Regions from separate parts of the Drosophila melanogaster genome. Here region 2 is linked to region 1. Evidence: chromatin contacts called from public Hi-C data. All regions are on one chromosome and are shown on one strand. The core of a region is the stretch at or near the end of the contact, and the rest is flanking DNA. Distances in the headings are between cores, read along the strand shown.

What was found. A called contact is a pair of places that touch in the nucleus more often than the background predicts.
Region 2: a Hi-C map of the Kc167 cell line shows a contact between it and region 1, with 6 times the contacts expected there. The contact joins the promoter of dac here to the promoter of Idgf1 in region 1. A contact is called at or near these places in 50 of 107 Hi-C or Micro-C datasets (the Clone 8 cell line, the D17-c3 cell line, the Kc167 cell line and 18 more) and 5 of 6 datasets of contacts at active chromatin or transcription factors (the Kc167 cell line and the S2 cell line).

Annotation. Positions count from the first base shown.
Region 1 is chr2L:16,443,389-16,447,662 of dm6, forward strand. Idgf1 (Imaginal disc growth factor 1) reads left to right here and starts at 1,890. Exons shown (of 2, transcript NM_057910.5): 1 at 1,890-2,601; 2 at 2,673-3,405. The coding sequence starts at 1,941. The coding sequence ends at 3,331. All of the region lies in intron 1 of CG5888, which reads right to left. It overlaps Idgf2 (Imaginal disc growth factor 2), which reads left to right and starts at 3,942. Exons shown (of 3, transcript NM_057909.5): 1 at 3,942-4,117. The coding sequence starts at 4,009.
Region 2 is chr2L:16,483,929-16,488,096 of dm6, forward strand. It overlaps dac (dachshund), which reads right to left and starts at 2,070. Exons shown (of 12, transcript NM_165162.3): 1 at 1,509-2,070; 2 at 1-879. The coding sequence starts at 814.

The sequences.
Region 1 (4,274 bases), core at 640-3,139:
GCAAATGTTTTGCGGTGTTCTGCACCTGCTGCCACAGATAATGAAGCTGAAGGTGAGCCTGGGGTTGGCGAAGGTATTTGTTTAAATTATTATTGGACTTAATTATTGCCAAGCAGGGAAGCCAAGAATGCGCAATAATGGAAAACAATTTCAAGTTTTCGCGGCAAAAAGGTAAATAAAAATGTGAGAAAGGCTTAAGGCTCTTGGAAAAGTTTCAATTATTGCGGTGCTATACAAATGGTTTTGATCATTTACAAGAGACTTTAAATGACCTAAATGGTATTGTATTGTATTTTATATTAGAGTTTTGTTAGAAGGTTACTCTTGAATAGCAACAGAAAAAGTTATTAAATAAGGCCTGGCATATACTGTTTTAAAACAGTTTTAATTCCGATCCCAGTGTTCTGGCGTATTCCCTTATTTAGTCCGAAAACTATTAAAGTTTTATTGAACACTAAAGCTTATGTCAACATCAAAGCCCATAAGTGTAATACAATCTGACTATATAGCACATTAATTCACACATTAAGCTATTTGGCATTGATTTCTATTTGCCCAGCAATGATTGACTGATTGATGATATCGAAACTAGCCGCATTAAACACCCAAAATGACCCAAAAAGACCAAAGCAAATAGTTGGTAGATGGAAATGGGGATTTGTGGCTAATAGACTGTGGACATGGGCTAAGGTTAGAAATGCTTTGGCTTGTTATATCTGGGCCACAATGATATGGGATAGATATGTGTACCATACATATATGTACATATGGGTGGGGTGTGAGGCAAACAATGAGATGATGATGAGCCAGGCCTCCGATATAAATCAAACAACAATGAGAGACACAGATACAGATATGGCTGCGGATAAAACGCACACACAATCGAGGACATTCGAGGATAATGCCGCCTCTCATCACGAACACGCCTCTCGGACCTCGTCCCCCGATTTTTCCGGGTTTTTATTGTCAACGCTAAGCAGCGTGTGAGGATTATTTCGCATTCTTTGGCAAGGACCCGCCATGTCCTTTGTCTAATTGGTTGTGTCACATACGAGAGTAGATTCCTGAGTACATCGGATCAGAGATCCATCCCCATCGCATTGTTGTGACTGTCGTCATTAGCTGTCCCATTTCGACTTTTGCCCAAGGACCATCTCTTCGCTGCTTTGTTTGGGGTATTTAATGCTTCAATTGATTTCTGATTTAAGTGCCTCCCCGTGGGCCCAAAACAGCTGCCGAAGATTCGGCTGCCCAGCAGGTTGTCCTCCACTCGAGAGTCGGCTCTTTTGGAGCGGTTCGGAGTTAGCTAATTGAAAGTCTTTCACCTTCATCAGGAGCCAAATGACGACAGCGATGACGATGCGTAAATGAGGTAGATCATGAAAAATCTTATGGCAATGTATGGAAGATAAAAAGCTGGTTTTTATGTTTCATTTATAGATCGACTAAAACTGCGTTTTAAAAATAATAAAATATATACATTATTATCTACATACTCTGTAAGTTCATTAGTATCCTTTTATATGAATATACAGTTATCTGTAAAACTTTCATCATTAATTTCTGTTCAATAATTGTTATTAATAACATATAACTCCGGTTTTTTCAGTACCCTTTGAAATAAATTTAATTTTGCAAGTAAAACAAAAATCCAAAACACTCACTAAAAACGTGAAATACGTCGTCGCCATAAAAAAGACCCCTAAAAGTTGAGTCACGGCAATTCGTGAAACTGTATTAGCTGACAGGGCATCACAAACAAACGCAATAAAGTCGGAAAACATTGACAGGAACTACGTAATGCCTGAAAACCAGATAATGGCATCATCGGCAGAACAGTGAGATAAGCAAAAATACAGCAGCTAAGCTATAAAGCTTTTGAACGAGATTTCAGTTGCTAATTATCAGCCATAAAGTCAGGACGTGGTCTCTACCAAAAGATGAGATTCCAGTTGTTTTATATACTGGGCTTGCTCAGTGTGACAAGTTTGACCCATGCTGCCAGCAATCTGATTTGTTATTATGACTCCAACTCGTATTTGCGCCAAGGTTTGGCCAAAATGCATACCAACGAATTGGATTTGGCCCTGCAGTTCTGCACCCATTTGGTTTACGGATATGCGGGCCTGAAGTCCGGTACCCTCGAGCTATTCAGTCTGAATGTGGACCTGGACATGTTCTACTACAAGGACATCACCGCCCTGCGACAGAAGTTTCCTCAACTGAAGATTCTCCTCAGCGTGGGTGGAGATCGCGATGTGGATGAGGCCCACCCCAATAAATATGTAGAGCTTCTGGAGGCGAATCGCACGGCTCAGCAGAATTTTATAGACAGCAGCATGATTTTGCTTAAGCGAAATGGATTCGATGGCCTTGATCTCGCGTTCCAGTTACCCCGTAATAAGCCCAGAAAAGTCCATGGATCCCTTGGATCTTACTGGAAGTCGTTCAAGAAGCTTTTCACTGGTGACTTCGTTGTGGACCCGCAGGCGGAGGAGCACAAGTCACAATTCACCGATCTCGTTGGAAATATAAAGAATGCCTTTCGATCTGCTAATCTGATGCTGTCTCTGACAGTCCTGCCCAATGTGAACTCCACTTGTAAGTATATATCCTATTTTTACATATAGTAGGAACTATTTTATTAACCACCTAATCAATCATTTCGTTAGGGTACTTCGATGTCCCCAAACTGCATCCCCAGTTCGACTATATAAACCTGGCGGCCTTCGACTTTCTCACCCCACTACGAAATCCCGAGGAGGCGGACTTCACAGCTCCGATTTTCTTCCAGGACGAACAGAATCGCTTGCCCCATTTGAATGTGGAGTTCCAGATTAACTATTGGCTGCAGAATCATTGTCCTGGCCAAAAATTGAACCTGGGAATAGCCAGTTATGGCAGAGCATGGAAATTATCGAAGGGATCTGGACTCAGTGGTGCTCCCATTGTTCATGAGACATGTGGAGTTGCACCCGGCGGAATACAAATCCAGAGTGCTGAGGGCTTACTAAGTTGGCCAGAGATTTGCTCGAAGTTGTCGCAGAACGCATCCGCTCAATATAGAGGAGAATTGGCGCCGCTCCGCAAGGTCACGGATCTCACCCAGAAATACGGAAATTACGCTCTCCGGCCAGCAGATGATAATGGAGATTTTGGCGTATGGCTGAGCTTCGATGATCCGGATTTTGCTGGAATAAAGGCAGTATATGCCAAGGGCAAAGGACTCGGCGGAATTGCCCTTTTCGATTTAAGTTACGATGACTTCCGTGGACTTTGCACTGGCCAAAAGTACCCCATACTGCGGTCAATTAAGTACTTTATGGGATAAATGATTTGTTTGTTAAGCCTAACAAAGCCATATATTTTAAGTTTTCTAATAAATGTTTCATTTGAATTACAAATATTGAAGCGCATGTTTGCGGTTGAACACATTATTTAATAATCGGTCTCAGTGAGAAAAAACCTTTTTGGCAAAAATACAAATCATTGGTTTGTAATTTACTAAAAACCCACAATAATATATTCAAACACATACGAGTTGCAAAACAAAACTGAATTCTATAGTGCGTGTGATAAACTAAATCATGTGGTATAGACGGGTATTTCCACCGCTTTTAGTTCTATATATGTACACTTACGAAACCAATCAGAAACACTGTTTTCGAATTCTAATCAGCAAGCGCGTTTCAATGTTTTCAGATTATTTGCTTGTTTTTTTTTTTTTAATTTTAGAGGTCACAACGTTTTGACCCTGCGTCTGCCTCGTCGCAATCGTCGTCATTAATTTCTGTGTACACAATTAAGTCATTGCGAGAATAAGTAAGGCAATGAGCTCGGCTTCAGATCGGCTTTCAGACCCCTCTTAAAGCTCCGCTCAAGCTTTTTGTCATCGGCTTGGGGCTGGGGTTTTGGTTTCGGTTTCGTTTTCCATTTCGATTTCAGTCTCAGTTCGATTTCATTTGATCTGCTCTGCGGTTGTGCCTATAGAGATATATCCCTGGCACCATGAAGGCGTGGATCTGGTTTACGTTTGTCGCGTGCCTCTTTGCGGCAAGTACAGAAGCTGCCTCCAACTTAGTCTGCTACTATGACTCTTCGAGTTACACCAGGGAAGGTGAGTGAGGTGGTCGGAATACTCCAGAAAGTGAATATGACAGACAAATAATATATACATAGCTTTAGAAAACTTAGATCACAGATCGATGAGGTTTTAACTTGTTGTAAAATATTCTATCTAGCAATCAAACACAGAAAAAGTTACAACGTAAAAA
Region 2 (4,168 bases), core at 820-3,319, 41 kb after region 1:
AGACGAGCGGTACGATGTCAAGGCGCTTTAGTTTGGTATAAACCGTATGCAGACCGCCGACCAAGTGCTTCAGGAAGAGCTCGAAGGCCTGCGGCAGGCAGAGCATCGTTTCGTTGCTAATTATGAATGCGGCGACCTTCTGACCCCGGTACTCCACCAGCTTGCACTCATTGGCACTGGGATCCGAGGTGGAGATCGGCGGCGGTGAGTTGTACGACCTTGGCGGCACATGGTGATGGGCGGCGGCCATCAGTTCCAAGGGGGAGGCATGGTGCATCATCTGCAGGGAGTTGAGGAGCCCCAGCGAATGGGGCGGCAGTCCATGGGGCATTCTGGGCGGTAGGCCCGTCGGCAGTCCGTTGCCCGATGGCATTCCATGTGGCGGGGGGCTGAGCTGATGGTGTTGCTGCTGCTGCTGTTGCTGCTGCTGTTGTTGCTGCTGTTGCTGCATCTGCTGCATCATGGAGTGGTTGAGGGAGCTCACCGGACTGACGGCACTGGGATGGCGACTTGGTGAACTGGCCGGTGAGCAACTGGATCCTCGTCCTGTGTGCGAGCTCCGTCCATTTGGACGATCCTCGTTGGCTCCACGCGAACTGTTGCTACCGTCGCGTCCATTGTGCTGCTGCTGTTGCTGCTGGGCTGCTGCGGCTGCCGCTGCTGCGGCTGCCTGCTGCTGCTGCTGGTGATGCATCAACATGGCGGTGGTGTTCATATTGCCCGCGGCTCTTTCAATACCACTATTAATATTGTTATTTATTGCGCCCGCTTTATTGTTGTTATTTTCACTCTGTTCACTTGTCACAGAATCCATACTTCATCATGGCCGACACTTTTGTTTATTTACTTTTTAATCGATTCGTTAATTTGACGTTTTTTCTATCGTGACAAAAATTTGACACAAAGTAAGGGAGAAATAGAAAATAGATGGTGAGAGGAAGATAAATAATTAATGAACTCTTAATTCATTTTTAATTATTTATTAGGCTTCTATATGCAAATTCTAAGTGAGCGTGTCTCGTATATTCCTATCCGCTTATTATTGGCTTTACATTTTTAATACTTCTGTAAGTTTTATAACATCAAATTTAAATGCAGACCTTCAAAAAATTTACAAACGATTTAGGATTTGTATTAGGCTCAGCTATGCTCCTATTTATTAAAATCTATTTTTGAGCCAGTTTAGTTAGTTATATGGTAGCTACAAGTTTATATTGCTAAATATTTTTTGTAAATTAATATCCTAACAAACATTTTACTTACAAAGAAATATAGAGAACTAACAGAAAATAGAAAAGTTTCCTTTCAGACATTTAAAGTCCGATTATCTTCTAATACCCCCCATAAATAATCCTTTATCAACAGAACTATTGCTTTGCAAACTTTGCTTTAATTAAGTTTTGGGAAAAACAAGGCAATGAAGCTAATTTGGATCCTTACTGCCAATTTGCATAAATATACCTATTGTCAGCTTTATTTGAATAATTCGATATAGAACATAGATTTACCTTTAAGGAGGTCTAAAAGTAATTTATAAACTCAACATCACTGACACAAGACACTCGCGCACTTTGCTTTTTGAATTTCGCTGTGAAATATATACTCTGAATATTTCAAGTTATTTATTCCGATTGCCCGCTTGTGTTAATCGAGTTCGAATAACCGTTTTCGTACTGGAATTTTGGAAACCGGAGCTGTGTCCGTTTTCGAGTACCGTACCGACGGATTGTCACTCAGAGATTGAGAGATGGCAGCTACTCCGCTGCGACGGCGACGGTGGCGTCGCTGCCTCTGCTTCTTCGCCTTCGACTGGTTCCTCTTCCCCCTCTCGTTCGGAGAAATCAACGAAACGAATTGCATTCGAATGGGAATCGACTGAGAGCGAGACGGCGCGAGGCGACGACTGCGAGTGAGCGAGTGAGCGGGCGCTAACGAGTGCTATTTTTTTAGCCCACCCACACACACGTACGTACGTACGTACACACGAAGCGCTACCGTTATGTACTGAGAGAAATGCGCGCGCAAAAGTTTTATTGCATTACCTTCTCTTGCGAATGACAAATTCGTAATGAAAGGCGAGTTTCAATTCGATTCCTTTCGGATTTTCGTGGCAGCGACGCCGGCAGCGCGGTCGGCCGAGACGAGTGTGCTTGTATGTGTGTGTCTGTGCCTGTGAGAGCGAGCTGGTGTATCTGTATCTGCGATTGTGCAAAACCAGAATACGAATACGAGTACGAATACGAATGTCTGTTGCCCGTCCACGTCTCGCATTACACCAATACCAGGCCAAAAAGGGGAGTGGTATGTGCGATTGATCGGTGTGTTTGCATCTGTGTATATTTCTGTGTGCAACCCCGAAAATACAATGACAAACGTAATCGCTCTCTCTCTCTTGCATTCGTTTTATTTATTTTTTCAATTCGTTTGTGCGTGTTGTGTTCTTCAAATCCTCCCGCTCTCTCTCTTTGGAAAAAAAAACGTTTTTCATTTCAATTTCATTTCGTTTCAGTCTGAGCCCTCTCTCTCACACCATCTCGCCATCTCTGTCGCACGCTCAGGTGGGCTGCAACCAATAAACACGAGCGAGCGAGAAAGCAGCATATTTGCATAGCCAGTCGTACATGTTTGCGCTCTCGCTCGCCCCCATGGGCGACGCCTTATATAAACAAATGACAATTGTTTTGGCATTTTGTGTTGCAAAGTAAATTATAATAAATGCATTGCCAGAGAAGAAAAGTAAAAAAAAATAGCTTTACTTCGAGTTTGCGCAGCTGTCTTTGACAAAAAGCATTTTAATTTCAATTAAAAGTAAATGACAAACTTTCAACGAATTATACTTTTCGGGGCAGTGTTGCTATCTCTTTCCGTCCCAAGCTTTGATTTTTTTTGTCAACCGTTTTCCGTTTCCCATTCGTTTCCATTCGAGTCCCGTTTATTTGTATTTCTTTTTGTGTTGCTGATTCGGAGGAGAGCAGCACTATGGCAGGGCATCTTTCTTCCACTTACACATATTGCGATAATGGGGTTTTTTTTCGCCTGAGGGGCGTTCGTTTTTCGGGTTCTTATAAATAGCATTGCTTATAAATTCTGGCATCGCACCTTTGCCACCTCTATATGTTTATGTACAATGTATCTGAGAGCTCGGTCATTTTTCTATTATTTGTCTTCGTTTCGCCTTCTGCGATTCTTCTCCATAACGATTGCCATTCCGTCGCCGAACCAATCGCATTCCGTTCTCTCCATTTGAGAGTTCCATGTACATATTTCTTTCTATATGGGAATGGAATACGTCTTTATGTATTGTGTTTGCACATGACGTATGAATTTTTCTTGTTCGTTTCGTTTGGGGCTTTTCTTTTGTGGATTTCCTCACCCACTGTCTTTTAGGTGACAGCAACCATTTAATATTAAATTGATTGCAAATGTGGATTTCCAACAGCTTTTAGAAAATATTTTCGGGCTTTAAAGAAGAATTTAAAACACAATAATTATTGTAATGTAAATATTTTATTTTTACATCGGTTTGTTTCATTAAAAAATAGTTATAAGATTATATTAGATATGAAAATTAATATGTAACGCTACTTTTTTTCTAAACTGTGACATTTTAGGCTATTTTTTCTTTTACCATTTCCTTATGTCATATGAATTTCATTTAATTATGACATATACATGAATCGCTGGCTTTAAATTCGAATAAGTACATTAAATTTACCAAAAATGACATGCAGAATTAAAAAGTATTCATTCAAACAAATTTGTTTTCCCCCCATAAATGGACAACAAAAAGGTACTGCCTCTATCATCCAAGTGTCAAAATATGTCATAGCAACCAACTATCGTCAGTAAGAAATGAGTTCTACAACATGCAACTTTTTCATGGTGTCGCAACTGTGGGCGGGAAGTTTGATTTTTCGCAACAAACAGCTCGCTTTGAACTCTGGTTTTTCTCTTTAATAAATGCAACTGATCTAACTATTAAGTAAAATTGTATTTTTTATTAACCACAAGCAAGCGCAAAGATGAGTTTATATTCTAAAAAAAAGGAGGGTGATTAATTTCTATTAGTTTGGATTACAAATTTGGACTAGGAGTCAATTTGAAAGTCGTTATATCAATAATACTTCTGGACTTTGAAGCGACAGTTACTGTTCCATAACTTCGGATT